Linked DNA regions of Oryctolagus cuniculus: region 2 is linked to region 1. A link is a contact called in public Micro-C data. All regions are on one chromosome and are shown on one strand. The core of a region is the stretch at or near the end of the contact, and the rest is flanking DNA. Distances in the headings are between cores, read along the strand shown. Region 1 holds the start of P3H4 (prolyl 3-hydroxylase family member 4 (inactive)). Region 2 holds the start of HAP1 (huntingtin associated protein 1).

Region 1 (6,524 bases), core at 1,740-4,239:
CATAGCTGGGGGCAGAAAAGGGGCCGATGGGCTGAGGCAGCCTGGGGTGTGCACACTGAGGGCAAAGGCAGGCGCTCGTGCACTGGTGCACACACACATACACACACACCACGCCCCTCCCTCTGCACGGGTGTGGATCCGCACACAGGCTCACTGCTTTCTTTCCAACCACCCTCTCTTGCCTTAAGGGGGAGGGGCTCCGACAAAAGGGGGGTGAGACGGGGTGGGGCAGGGTGGGCCTGTGTGCTGCTTCTATTTGCTGACAGCCAAGGAGAGCTAAGGACAACATGAAAGGGCGGAGGAGCACTTATTGAGCACCTATTATATGCTGGATGAAGGAGGGGGCAGAGGAGCATTCATTGAGCACCTACTGTATACCAGACGGAACATCTGGCACTTTGTTTATTGTCTTACCGATTTCTGTCTCCTAGACGTGGGCATTATTGTTATTGCTTTTGTTTTTCTTACGAGAGGAATTGAGGCTGGAGAAACCAAGCACCTGGCCCAAGGTCACACGGCTGGTGGGAGTATGTGGGCCCCTGCTTCTGCTGTGGCAACGACGATTCTCTAAGGAAGGGGCTGGGGTGGGGGGAGCAGAGCTGGCCAGGGCCGAGGACAGGGGCTGGGTTCAAAGGCCTTTCCCAGAATGGCCATGCTTGTATCCATTTTCGGCTACACGCCTTTTAAGTTTATTTTCGGCTTTCAGAAGTGAAGGGAGGGCAGCAGATTTTAAATGTGATCACAGAGCGCCACAGGGCCGAGAGTTCTCCCAGCTCCACACACTCGGCTGGGGGTCAGCTACCAGAGCCCCCAGGGCCTCCAACTCCTCCTGACTCCGGGCGCTTTCCTCGAGGTGCTGCTCTGGGTTAAAGCTGTCTCCAAGGTCAAGGCTGTGCACAGCAAACCTGAGAACAGGAGCCTCCGTGGAAAGGCCGCCTGCGAGCATCCCGGCCCCGGGCATGGGAAGTTTTTACGTTCAGTTCTCACACAAGGAGAACGAAGCCAGCTCACGGTCACAGCCTGCATTTGAATCTGCGGCTGCTGTTACCACCGGGTGTTCTGTCTCCAAAGTCAAGGCCACTGCCCTCCCCGGGACTGGGCTGAGTCCCAGGGGGTCGACCCCTCTGAGTGTGGGACAGCGATGCGTGCATGAGACACGGTCTCAGAGTCTGTCCCTGAGGCCAGTGCACGGCTCTGCCTCGCTCCACCAACCCGAGTGGACTTCAACGGGCCCGGATCAGACCTGAAGTCCGCACCTCAAGTCTCCAGGCTGGCAAGATGGGCGGCAGCACTGGCCTGGTAGAGCTAAAATGGAGGAGGGGGGGTGCCAGGAGGCTCGGAGAGGGAACCCAGAATGGTACGGCCATGGGTGTGACACGTAGACAGACAGGGCCCCTCTGCCCGGCCCCAGAGCCAGCCTGCAGCCACACTGCCCGACTGCTTTATCTCCCTGCTGAAAATCCCTGCGCCTCCCACAAGTCCTGTTGCCTCTTCAACGGCAACAAACTCACTGCAAAGAGGGGGTGGATCTGGGAAGGGAGTCAGGTGGGGTGGAAGGGGAGGGGGTCCCAGGCCGACAGACCACCCCCAGTTCACCAGCCTCCTGGGCCACACCTGGCCCCCAACACCCGCCAGTCGCGTCCTAGACAGCGGCCAGGAGGGAGAGCATGGGGGCGCGTGGGGGTCCGAGCGGTGAGGGCTTGCGATCGGGCCGGGGAGGTGTGCCCCAGGCTGCTGTTTGGGGTTAGGGGTTCCCGGAGCCACACGGGGGATGCACGGCTTCAAAGGAAACCACAGGGCCGGGGAAGGGAGGCGGTGGAGAGTCGGGGCGCGCACTCCTTACCTCGAGTCAAACTTCTTGCCGTCCTCAAAAGTGCCGTTGTAGTGGTAGCGCACAAAGTCCCCCATCTGCACCTCCCGGGGACAGGCCCTGGGGATGTGGTAGCGCTCGATGACCACATCTTCCAGGGGCCCGCCGGCCGGGCTGGCGCGGCCCAGCCCCCTGCCCGAGACCTGCAGCAACAGCAGCAGCGACAGCGGGAGCCGGCGGAGGGTGTGGCTGGGGGGGCCCGCGGCGAACATGGTGCCCGCAACCGAGACGGCGGCAGTGAGGGCCAGCGAGCGAGCCGCGGGCGCCGGCCTGCTTCCCCCTCCTCCCCAGATGGCTCCCCCCCTTCCTGTCCTTCCCTACCCCCGCCCTGGCTGGTCCACGTGGAATGGGGGCTGGGGAGACTGAGCTGGCAGGGCGGGGGTGGTGGCGCAGGAATTGGAGGAGGGGTCGCGGCTGAGAGCCACGGTGGCGCCCGAGGAATGAGGCGCAAGAGCTCCGGGTTGCCCGCTGCCGTCTCCAGCCGGGGCCCAGGCCGGGGAGGGAGGCTGCGGAAAGATGAGAAGTCTGAGCGGACTTCCCAACCCCAGAAAAGTTCGCCGTCTTTTTTTCGGAGGCCCCGGGTCCTAAAGTCAGCCTAAGCCGTCCCGGCCTTTGCAGCACCTACCCCCGAATCTAGGCCCCACCAGGTGGATAGGAGCGGGGGCTCAGGGCCTCCCAACCCCCTCCCCACCCCACCCCCGTCTCCCCGGGGAGGGGCAGCTGTGTCTCCATCTCTGTGAGATGGGGATGGAGACGGTAGAAAGCGTGCGGGGGGGGTCCCCCAGTGGGTGCCTCCCAAGGCGAGCTGGGGACGACACGTGGTGGGTGCAGAAGGGACCGGGGCGCCCAGGTTCCGGGGCTCAGGCTGCTCCCTCCGCTTCTTCTTCGCAAAGGGCGGACACTGGCCGTGGGGGTCTTCCTGGCTCCGCATCTTTGGCATGCAGCCTTCTCCCACGTCCCCGCCACCTCCCGAGGGCGAGAGGTCGGGCGAACGGAGGGGAGGGATCCGGACGCCTCAGGCCCCTCTGAGCAGGGGGGGGCACTGCCCCGGCCGCTCCGCTCGCGCCCGGCGCTAAGACCCAGCAGGCGCGCCCGCCCGGCCCCCGCTCCCGCCCGCCCGCCCGCGGGGCCGGGCCGCCCTCGGAGCTCGGCAGAGCCTCCGGGCGCGGCGGGGGCATGGCTCGGGCGGCGTGGGGGCTGCTGTGGCTGCTGCTGGGCAGCGCCGGGGCGCAGTACGAGAAGTACAGCTTCCGCGGCTTCCCGCCAGAGGACCTGATGCCGCTGGCGGCGGCCTACGGGCACGCGCTGGAGCAGTACGAGGGCGAGAGCTGGCGCGAGAGCGCGCGCTACCTGGAGGCGGCGCTGCGGCTGCACCGGCTGCTGCGCGACAGCGAGGCCTTCTGCCACGCCAACTGCAGCGCCGCCGCGGCCGGCCGCCCGCCGCCCGCGCCCGCCGCCGCCCGCGCCGACGACTGGGCGCGCGAGCTGCGCCTCTTCGGCCACGTCCTGGAGCGCGCCGCCTGCCTGCGGCGCTGCAAGCGGACGCTGCCCGCGTTCCAGCTGCCCTACCCGCCGCGCCAGCTGCTGCGCGACTTCCAGAGCCGCCTGCCCTACCAGTACCTGCACTATGCGCTGTTCAAGGTGCGCGCCCCGTCGGCCGCGGCCGCCCCGGGCCCGCGCCCGCGCCCGCGCCCGCGCCCGGCGGCCCCGCTGACCGGCTGCCCTCGCCTCCCGCCAGGCTAACCGGCTGGAGAAGGCCGTGGCCGCCGCCTACACCTTCCTGCAGAGGAACCCGAAGCACGAGCTGACCGCCAAGTACCTCAGCTACTACCGGGGCATGCTGGACGTGGCGGACGAGGCCCTCACCGACCTCGAGGCCCAGCCCTACGAGGTGGGGTGGGGTGGGGTGGGGTGGGGTGGGGTGGGGCGGGCAGGCCGCGCGCGGGGCGGGCACGGGGTGCCCCTGACGCCCCCCGCGCGCTCCCCCAGGCGGTGTTTCTGCGAGCCGTGAAACTCTACAACAGCGGCGACTTCCGCGGCAGCACGGAGGACATGGAGCGGGCCCTGGCCGAGTACCTGGCCGTGTTCGCGCGGTGCCTGGCCGGCTGCGAGGGCGCCCACGAGCAGGTGGACTTCAAAGACTTCTACCCAGCCATCGCAGGTATCTCCCACGCCGCCGTGTGGGCCTGCGTGGCAGAGCACCTGAGGGTACCTTGCATGCGTCCCCTCCGTGGGACAGGCAGAGCTGTCACCTGGACCCCAGGGAGCCCTCCAGCTGCCAGAGACAGAGGCTGGGGTGCCCAAGGTGCCGGGCGGGGCTGCAGAGGGCAATGCAGGCGCAAAGGTGAGAAACAGCACAGAAGGCACTTTGTGGGCAAAATTCACACCTTGCCTTAGGATCTCTCACTCCAGAATCCCCCAGACAGGGGTGTCCTTAGCTTCTCTGTGCTCCAGTCCTGTCCCAAACCTCACCTGTCATTCTCCCAGGATGCCCTGGCCCCCAGTGGCTGGGGCTGCACTACGCAGCAGAGTGCACTTTCCGGACAGGAAGTGGGGCCCGGTGGGCAGGGCGGGACTTGGAGGCCAGGTGGGTGGGAGGGAGCGGTGAGGACAGGGCCAGCTCCTCACCTCTGCCGACCACCTCCAGATCTCTTCGCAGAGTCGCTGCAGTGCAAGGTGGACTGCGAGACCAACTTGACCCCCAATGTGGGCGGCTACTTTGTGGACAAGTTCGTGGCCACCATGTATCACTACCTGCAGTTTGCCTACTACAAGCGTGAGCCTCTTGGGGCGGGACTTGGGCGGGACAGAGGACTGCTGGGCTCTCCCGGGTTGGTGGGGAGCTGTCCCCCAGAATGAGGCCCCTATGTAGTGGGAGGGAAGGCTGGGGGTCTGGGGTGGGGAGAGGCAGGGAACAGGAGGCAGTTCAGCTTGGGCGAGTTACTTAACGCCTCCGTGCCCGAGACTTGCACTTGGTGTCAAGGCCAGCTTACGGAGGCGGGGGCGTGCCATAGGTGCCTAAAACGTGCTGGCTGCATCATTCCAGGTGGGGAGGGGCAACAGGTATTCTTGGGGGTGGGCTAGGGTTAGGGGAGTGCCAGGGCCATCCCCACGCCTGTCCTGCCCAGTGAATGACGTGCGCCAGGCCGCCCGCAGCGCCGCCAGCTACATGCTCTTCGACCCCGAGGACAGCGTCATGCAGCAGAACCTGGTGTACTACCGCTTCCACCGCGCGCGCTGGGGCCTGGAGGAGGACGACTTCCGGCCGCGGGAGGTGGGCACAGCTCCCTGCGGCTCCTGCCGCAGCTGCGTTGTGATTTCAGTGAAACAAAACGAAATTGGCCCCCTCGAACGGCCAGGGGAACGCGGGCTTGTGGCTGGAGTGCTGGCTTCAGAGCCCCGACCCTGTTCACGTCTGCACAGGGGCTGGTCCCATCTGCTGCACCCGCTCGGGGCCCACCTCCTGCACCCTCCTCGCCCCCACCACCCTCACTCCCAGCCTTCCCCCTTCTTCCCCGGGGACTGCCCCCCCCCCCCCGACCAGCTGAGCCAGCCCTTTGGAGACCAGGGCAAGGCTGGTGAGGTCCATGGTGCCACGCCTACCTTCCTCGGCAGTGGGAGGCATTGCCCATCCGTTGGGACACCCTCAGAATGCGCCTTACCACAGCTCTGCAAGCAGCTGCTGTCATTTAGTCCGCAGGGGGGCGGCCACCTGCTCCTGGTCCTTGGCCTGGAAGAGGCCCGGTGCCTGGCTCCCCGGTCTGGACCAGAGCCCCGCTCACCGCCCACCCTTCCCTCCTGCTAGGAGGCCGTGCTGTACCACAACCAGACCTCTGAGCTGCGGGAGCTGCTGGAGTTCTCGCACATGTACCTGCAGTCAGACGACGAGGTGAGTGGCCCTGCCCTCCAGGGCTGGCTGTGATGGGGACACCTTTACCAGGGGCTGCGGCGTGGGCTGAAGTCCAGTGCAGCCTGCAGCGGGCAGCTGGGGCGTGGGAGAGGCTTGTCTTCCCTCTCCTCCCCCTCAGTGTGTAGGCCTCTCCTCTCACCCGCTCCAGTCTGTGTCTCCTGGGCCAGCTCAGGTGGCGCCTCCTCCAGGAAGCCCTTGCTGCGTGCACTGGCTCTCTTCTGGGCTTGCAGCGCCACCTCTGACCCCCCTTGCCTCCCTGCCCACCTGTGGCCTGGACCTGGAGTTCTTTGCAGCCTGGGTCCATCTTGCCCCTGGCCTGCTTCCCTGGCCAGTCTCCCGCAGGACTGTGCCATGGCACAGCGGCCAGGTCGCTCCCAGCTGTGGGGTTTGAATGACTGGAGTGAATGCTGGTGCCACAGAGATGGACCACGTGATTATGAATGAGGCCTCCACAGCCAGCGTTTCCCGAGGAGCCACTGCTAAATGGTTATTTCTTCGCCCCCTCCTTTATGACGAACCCACCCCCATCCATCCGACCCGGGGCGGGGTCCACACTGTTAGCGCCCAGGCACAGGTGCCTACCAGACCTGGCCCACCGCGTGCCAGCTGGGAAGCCTCCAGGAAAGTCTTGGGGGGCTCTGAGGTTTCCGTTTCTTCCTCTCATGGGGCGAATGACGCCCACCTGCCGTGGCTGTGGTGGGAATGCAGTGAGAGCCAGCACATGCTGGGTGCTCAGGGCATGGC
Region 2 (6,724 bases), core at 701-3,200, 45 kb after region 1:
GTGGCTTTACCTGCTACCCCACAGTGCCGGCCCCCAGCCCAGCAACTGCGATGTGGTTGGAGGAGGCGAAAGATAGAGGAGGCTTTGGGGAGAGCCGGGCCTTGAGGAAGAGCCTGGGGTCAGGGTGGTCAGGGCCCACCAGCCCGCTCCCCTGGTTTGCGGGCGTTCATCGAGTGCTGCAGCCCACAGCCTTCCCCAGGCTGGAGGACACAGAGATGAGGGAGTGCCAGGCCCTTGCCCCGAGTCAGCGTTTGCACCCGGGGCAGAGAGGAAGCCAGGGCGGGCGTGTGGGCTGGCCTGCAGGAGGCCCAGCTGTGGTGAGCACAGAGAACTCTGCCGCCCCCGCCTGGGGCGGGGCCAGCAGCTGTTGCACCTGCTGTGTTCCAGGGTCCACTCACCTGCAGAAGCAGGGCGTCCCAGTGTGTGGGGAAAGGTCCACGCCTTCTCCCTCACCATGGGGATCGTCTCAGCCTAGGACCCCGGGAGCCACACGCGAGCTCTACCCACACCACAGATAGCGTGGCTGGACGCAGACATGTGAAACATCTTTCTCTTAGGAAGCTTTCCAAGCAAGGCCTAAAAGCTGCCGGTGGAACAAGGCTTTCCCGTGTGCCCAGGTCTCACCTTCAAGGCCATGAACGCTGTGCTGTTCTTGTTATGTCACTCACGTCCACTTTGCTGTCTCTGTACGCAAACCCCAGATCTCGTATCATTTCACCCTGAAATACTCCTCACGCTTCTCTAGCCCAGGGCTCGTCACCTTTTTTTTTTTAAGCCTGTGAAGCCACAGACTCCTTAGACTAGTGTTTTTACAATGCCTAAGACTGGGAGTCGGCACTGTAGCATAGCTGGTTAAGCTGCCGCCCGTGATGCCAGCATCCCAGATGGGTTCCGGCTTCAGTCCTGGCTGCTCCACTTTCTATCCAGCTCTCTGCTATGGCCTGGGAAAGCAGCGGAGGATGGCCCAAGTCCTTGGCCCCTGCACCGACATGGGAGACCCAGGTGAAGCTCCCGGCTCTGGCCTGGCCTGGCCCAGCGCTGGCTGTTGTGGCCATTTAGGGAGTGAACCATCAGACAGATCTTTCTCTGTCTTTCCCTCTCTCTGTCTGTAACTCTCTCTCTCAAGTAAATAATAATAATAATCTTAAAAAAAAAAGATCTAGCGGTAGACCCCAAAACTACTGTTTCTTTTTTCTTGTCTTTTATTTTTTCTGTTTTAAGAATTATTTATTTATTTGAAAGGCAGAGTAACACAGAGAGAGGGAGAGACACAGAGATAGAGAGATCATCCACTGGTCCACTCTCTGAATGGCTGCAACAGTTAGCACTGGGCTAGGCCACAGCCGGGAGCCAGGAACTCCATCCAGGTCTCCCATGTGGGTGGCAGGGGCCCAGGGCATGGTCCATCTTCTGCTGCTTCCCAGGCACATTAGCAGGGAGCTGGATTGGAAGCAGAGCAGCCAAACTTGAACCAGACACTCCGGGTTGCAGCTTAACTCCCTACACCGTGATGTCTGCCCCCAAAATGCAGAGATGGCTCAGGAGCATAGGCAGCCCCGGGGAGGGGAGGGGTAGGGAGGGGTGCAGGCCCCTGAGCCCCTTCCCCAGCCTGTGGTCCGACCTCCCTGGCACTTCCTGGCTGCGTGGCCTTGGATATGTTACTCGACCTCTCTGGGCCTGAGCTTCTCATCTGTAAAATAGTAATTACACTGTTTTCCTTTTAGTGATGAGAAGAGGAAGGGACAGAGGCAGACAGTGCCCCGGCTCAGCTCAGCTCTGTGAAGGTGCGCTTCTCCCTGGGTGCACAGATCCCAGGGAGCGGTGGACTAGGGCCAAGGCCAGCCAGTGGAGGACGCTGTGGGGACCTGCCAGGGTCCTGCCAGGCTTGCCGCCCGCCCTGGCCACCTGCCCTGAAGGCTGGAGCCGGCTGATAGCCCTGCCCTTCCACAGAGCGAAATTGCTGTCTCTGTAGCCTCCCTGGTCAGGGACTTGCCAACCTGCTGGACACAGTGCCAGGCCACCCCAGGCCTCCAGTTCTGCTTCCAGGAGGGGGGGCGGGGGGTTGGGCTGAGGGCCTCCAGGTAGGAGCAGGGGAGGGAACCTGGACTGTGCGGAGGGTCACTCTCTGAGGGTCTGCCGCTCCTGCTGTTCCTGGTGGGGCTTGCCCACCTGTGCTAGGTCGCCTGTGCGGGGGAACATGGAGCACTGGTTTGGGAGCCCAGACCTCTGGGCAAGCCAGGTCCTGCTGGAGCCATTGGGGCTCACAGCCCAGGAGACACCACCCCACCCCCAGCCCCAGAAATCCATCCATGTGTTCATTCGGCAAATATTTATAGGATTGCTAATTAGAGTCTGAAAAACACAGAAGTGAACAGAGCAGACACTGGCCTCATTGTAATTCAAATGGATCACCCTGTGAATAAGGCCTGAGTAGCTACAGGCAGGAGAGGATCCCCGGAGAGGGCCTCCTGGAGGAGGCGTCAGACCTCAGAAGGGGGGGTAGCGGTGTGCCTGCTGGGTGTGTGGGACCTGGGGTGCTTCCTGAACACAAGAGACCCCAGCTTGGAAAGAGCAGGGGTTCAGGGTGAGGGAAATGTCTCTTTGTGCAGGGTTCTGGTTGGAAACTGGAGCTCCTGCCCGGCCGCCCTCAACCGGACTCTTGCCGTCTGCTTGCCCTCAGTCCTTGCTGCTCTCCCTTCCCTGCCCTGGCCAGCAGGGGGAGGCAGAGGGCCTGGGAGCCTCAGGAGTCTGGCCAGGTCTGGAAGAAGTAAAGGAAAGGGGGACCCTGCGGGGTGGAGGGTGGCCCAGTGGCCCTGTCTCTGCTGATGACTGGGTGCTGGGCGGGGTGGGGACTATGGTGACTGATGCCCGGTCCTGGTGGGGAAGGGGGGTGGGGAAGAGGGGGCTACTCCTCCGAGGCCTTTGGGAAGCAGCAGGTGGCAGGGGGTGGGAAGGTGGCCCCCATCCGAAGTCCAGGGCACCCTTGGTCTGGCTCCCCTAGTTGATACAGAAGTAATGCTGGTGCCTGGCCCTGCCCGGATCCTGAGCACTGACCCTCAGGGCCTTTTTTTTTTTAATGGGGTCACTTGTTGTGGATGATTTTATCCAGGAACTGTCTATGGGAGGAGCCGACGTGCACTGCCTGAGGCCGAGCATCCGGGTGGCCATGCTCTGAGTTCCTGGAGGGTGTGCCAGGCTTTACAGCCTGGTCAGTCTTCTGCTCCCACCTGTCCAGTCTCTGGTCCAGCAGGGGTCAGAGGGCAGCCACTGGACAGGAGGCAGGAAGCCTGAGTCTCTCTGCCCAGTGGCAGGGAAGGGAGGGGACAGCAGACAGGACATCCCTGGAGAGACCCGACCCCCTCTAGTCTTTGACTCTCCTGGGCAGTCCTGCTCAAAATGTTTACTGGGGGAGGGTCTGAACCTTGGTTTTTCCATCTCTAAAATGGAGTCACTATCCCTCCTGGAGAACAGACCCTGCAGGGGTGTGTGTGTGTGTGTGTGTGTGTGTGTGTATCTGTGTGCGTGCTGTGGACTGAGGTGGTGTGTAGGCTGGCACTGCCCTCTGGTGGCTGCAGCCGGAGTTGCCAGGTGCCCCGACCTGGGGGTGCAGTCACCAGGAAGCTACCAGGATCCCCCAGCTCCATCCTCTCCCTCCCTCTTGTTTCTTCTACACCCCAACTCCCTGGGGGCCACAGGACTACAGGACTCTCCCTTGTGGGCCAGAACCAATTCAATTCCACAAGCATCTCTCGGGAATGTAGGGCTCCTGCTGGATGCACGGCTGCCCTGTGCTAGGTGCTGGGGCTGCAGCCTCACCGAGTCCCGGCTGCACTGGTGCCCGTGCAGCCCTCACCACCTTCACCCTCACTGTCGCCTGCAGTCCCTGTGGCTGCGTCTCCTGTGGGCTTTTTACTGACAAAGAAACCACAGGAAACAGAAACACGTGGAGTGCAGAGAATGGACTTCCTGCCTCTAGCTCCCATCTTTAAAAGAATTATTTATTTATTTGAAAGGGGGGAGGGGAGAGAGACAGAGAGAGAGATATCACGGATATCACTTCCCAAATGGCTGCAACAGCCAGGCCTGGGGGCCAGGCCAAAGTCAGAAGCCAGGAACTGCATCCAGGCCTCCCACATGGGGGCAGGTGCATTAGCAGAGAACTGGATTGGAAGTGGAGCAGCCTGGACTTGATGCTCATATGGGATGCCTGGGCTATAGGTGTCGGCTGAACCCACTGTGTCACAACGCCAGCTGCAGAAGTCCCATTGTTTTCTCCAATGTCTCTGGCCTGAGCCACGCGCAACAGCTTGTCAGAAGGGACCGGCGACCTGGAGTGAGGACAGGGAGGGCAGGGTCGAGGGTGTGGGGTTCTGATTCCCGGCGAATGAGGTGATGGTTTGGAGCCAGTGTTTCAGTAACAGCACAACCAGACAGGGCCGTGCTTTTTTTAAATTTATTTTTTATTTTTTAATTTTTTTGACAGGCAGAGTGGACAGTGAGAGAGACAGAGAGAAAGGCCTTCCTTTGCCGTTGGTTCACCCTCCAATGGCCACCATGGCTGGCGCGCTGCGGCCGGTGCCCCGCGCTGATCCGATGGCAGGAGCCAGGTACTTATCTTGGTCTCCCATGGGGTGCAGGGCCCAAGCACTTGGGCCATCCTCCACTGCACTCCCTGGCCACAGCAGAGGGCTGGCCTGGAAGGGGGGGCAACCGGGACAGAATCCGGCGCCCCGACTGGGACTAGAACCCGGTGTGCCGGCGCTGCAAGGCAGAGGATTAGCCTAGTGAGCCGCGGCGCTGGCCAGGACCGCGCTTTCAATGGCTGGGCAAGTGAATCCCTGTGGGGCTGTGGTGGGTGTGTGGCACGAGGGGGCAGGTGGTGCGTTCAGCCTGCAGCCGGCAGCGGGCAATACCGGCTCTGGGAGAGGGAGGTCCTGCTTGAGCGGAGGAGGGGATCTGAGTGGGTCGCGCAGGTGTGGGCTGAAATGCGAACGCCGGGTTCTCAGCACCCTACCTGCAGGTGGGGCTTTGCTCTCCTCCTTTGTGGCTCCTTGTTCGCTTCCTTCTGAGAATTCACTGCAGCCTGTGATTATCTTGCTTGTCTGCCTCCTTTTTAGACTCTGAATTCCGAGGGAACAGACATCTGGTTTCTCTTGTTCCTGCTCTTGCCCCAGACGCAGGGCCTGACACGCACAGGAGGCCCTTGTACACATCTGTGGAATGAACAAGTGAGCCCAGAGGAAGGAGGTGGAGGGCTCACGCTGATCCCTCCTGGGTGGCGTCTCCTGTTGCAGCTGCATCACCTGGGCCCACAGGTACCAGGAGCTTCGCCTGGGTGTGGGGGCCCCAAACCCTGTGTAGGACTCAGGCTAGGAGCAGCGGCTGGGCCAGGGGCACCTGGAACTCCTTGGCTTAGGCGCATGAGCCAGGGGACGGGTTAGAGACGGATGAGAGACCCCGTGGGAGGATGTGGGGACACGGGATGGGGCGGCCTCCTTGAGTCTGAGATGGGAGGAAGCAGAAGGGCTGAGGAGGAGGCCAGCATTCGAGCGATGTTTCAGAGGCTGATTCAGTAGGGCTGGGCGCCGGGGTGTGCAGGAGAAGGCAGCGGGGACACCAGGAACGGTCCTGGGGCTTGGGAGGAAGCAGTGACCCAGGGGCCAGCCAGGGCCCCCTCTCGCCTGCCCCACGGCTCACCGGGGACGCTCAGGGAAGTCGCCCAAGGACAGAACAGGTGTCTGCCAGGCTGGCAGGAGGCAGACAAAGCCAAGTCGGCGGCGTTGCTGGCTGCGCACGGTCCCCCGCTCACCGCAAAAGGCACGACACCGCCGCGCCCACCGGTCACCCAGGCGGGCGCGACCCAGGGAAGGCGGGAGTGGAGGCCGCGGAGGCCGCGGAGGCGGTGGGCGCTAGTAGCTGGAGACCTGGCTGGAGTCTCGTCCGAGAGTTCTCGGGAGGCAGCGGCTTTGGGAGGAACCATTCTCCAGAGATGGGGGAGAGAGGGCAGAAACCCTCACTCTGAGCCCCCGCCCGCGGGGCGGGCGGGACGCTACGCCGCACTCTCCTCGCAGCCCGGCTTCTGCCTGCGTCCTCCGCTCTGCCCCCGCGCGCGCTCTGTCCCGCCGCCTCATTCTCGGCCACCCCCGTCCCCACGCGTGGCACGGCCCGGGGGTACCGGTTCCGCGCGCAGGTTATAAAGCACCGGCTGCGGCAGCGGACTGCGGAGTCGAGATGCGCCCGAAGGAGCAGGGGCAGGGCTGCGCCGGCGATGGGCTGGAGTCCGGCCCCGGCCCCGGCCCTGGGGATCCAGCAGCGGTCATCCCCGAACCCCCGCCCGCAGCCGGCCCCGCTCCAGAGCCTTCGGCCGAGCCCGAACCCAGCCCCGCGCAGGCACCGGGGGCCGGACCCGGAGCAGCCTCCGGGCCCCAGTCCGGGACCAAGTCCCGAGCCCAGCGCGCGGCTGCATTTTGGGCCGAACACGGGGACGCGCCCTGGACCCGCTTTGTGTTTCAAGGGCCCTTTGGTCCCCGGGCCACGGGCCTGGGACGTGGAAAGGCTGCTGGCATCTGGGAAACGCCGGCCGCCTACATTGGCCGGCGGCCCGGGGTGTCTGGCCCTGAGCGCGCCGCTTTCATCCGGGAGCTGCAGGAAGGTAACCAGGTCCCCGGGGACCCGGGACGGGCGGGACCCTCGCAGCTCCGGGGAGAAGGGGCCCCGTCGAGTC

What was found. Hi-C and Micro-C count contacts between places; a contact is called where the count stands out from the background.
Region 2: a contact with region 1 is called in a Micro-C map of ear pinna, with 2.6 times the contacts expected there. The contact joins the enhancer-like site here to the promoter of P3H4 in region 1. A contact is called at or near these places in 6 of 6 Hi-C or Micro-C datasets (ear pinna, embryonic fibroblasts, liver and 3 more).

What each region holds. Positions count from the first base shown.
Region 1 is chr17:20,909,709-20,916,232 of mOryCun1.1, forward strand. It overlaps P3H4 (prolyl 3-hydroxylase family member 4 (inactive)), which reads left to right and starts at 2,990. Exons shown (of 8, transcript XM_002719387.5): 1 at 2,990-3,511; 2 at 3,609-3,761; 3 at 3,860-4,031; 4 at 4,518-4,646; 5 at 4,999-5,144; 6 at 5,676-5,759. The coding sequence starts at 3,047. FKBP10 (FKBP prolyl isomerase 10) reads right to left here and starts at 2,397. Exons shown (of 10, transcript XM_008271477.4): 1 at 1,844-2,397; 2 at 1-5. The coding sequence starts at 2,082.
Region 2 is chr17:20,955,956-20,962,679 of mOryCun1.1, forward strand. It overlaps HAP1 (huntingtin associated protein 1), which reads left to right and starts at 6,082. Exons shown (of 13, transcript XM_051825678.2): 1 at 6,082-6,652. The coding sequence starts at 6,232. Within about 2 kb of position 1,951, at least 1 of the 8 cell types and tissues checked has an H3K27ac peak or open chromatin away from gene starts, as enhancers often do. A contact at or near this core is called in ear pinna, where this site is marked.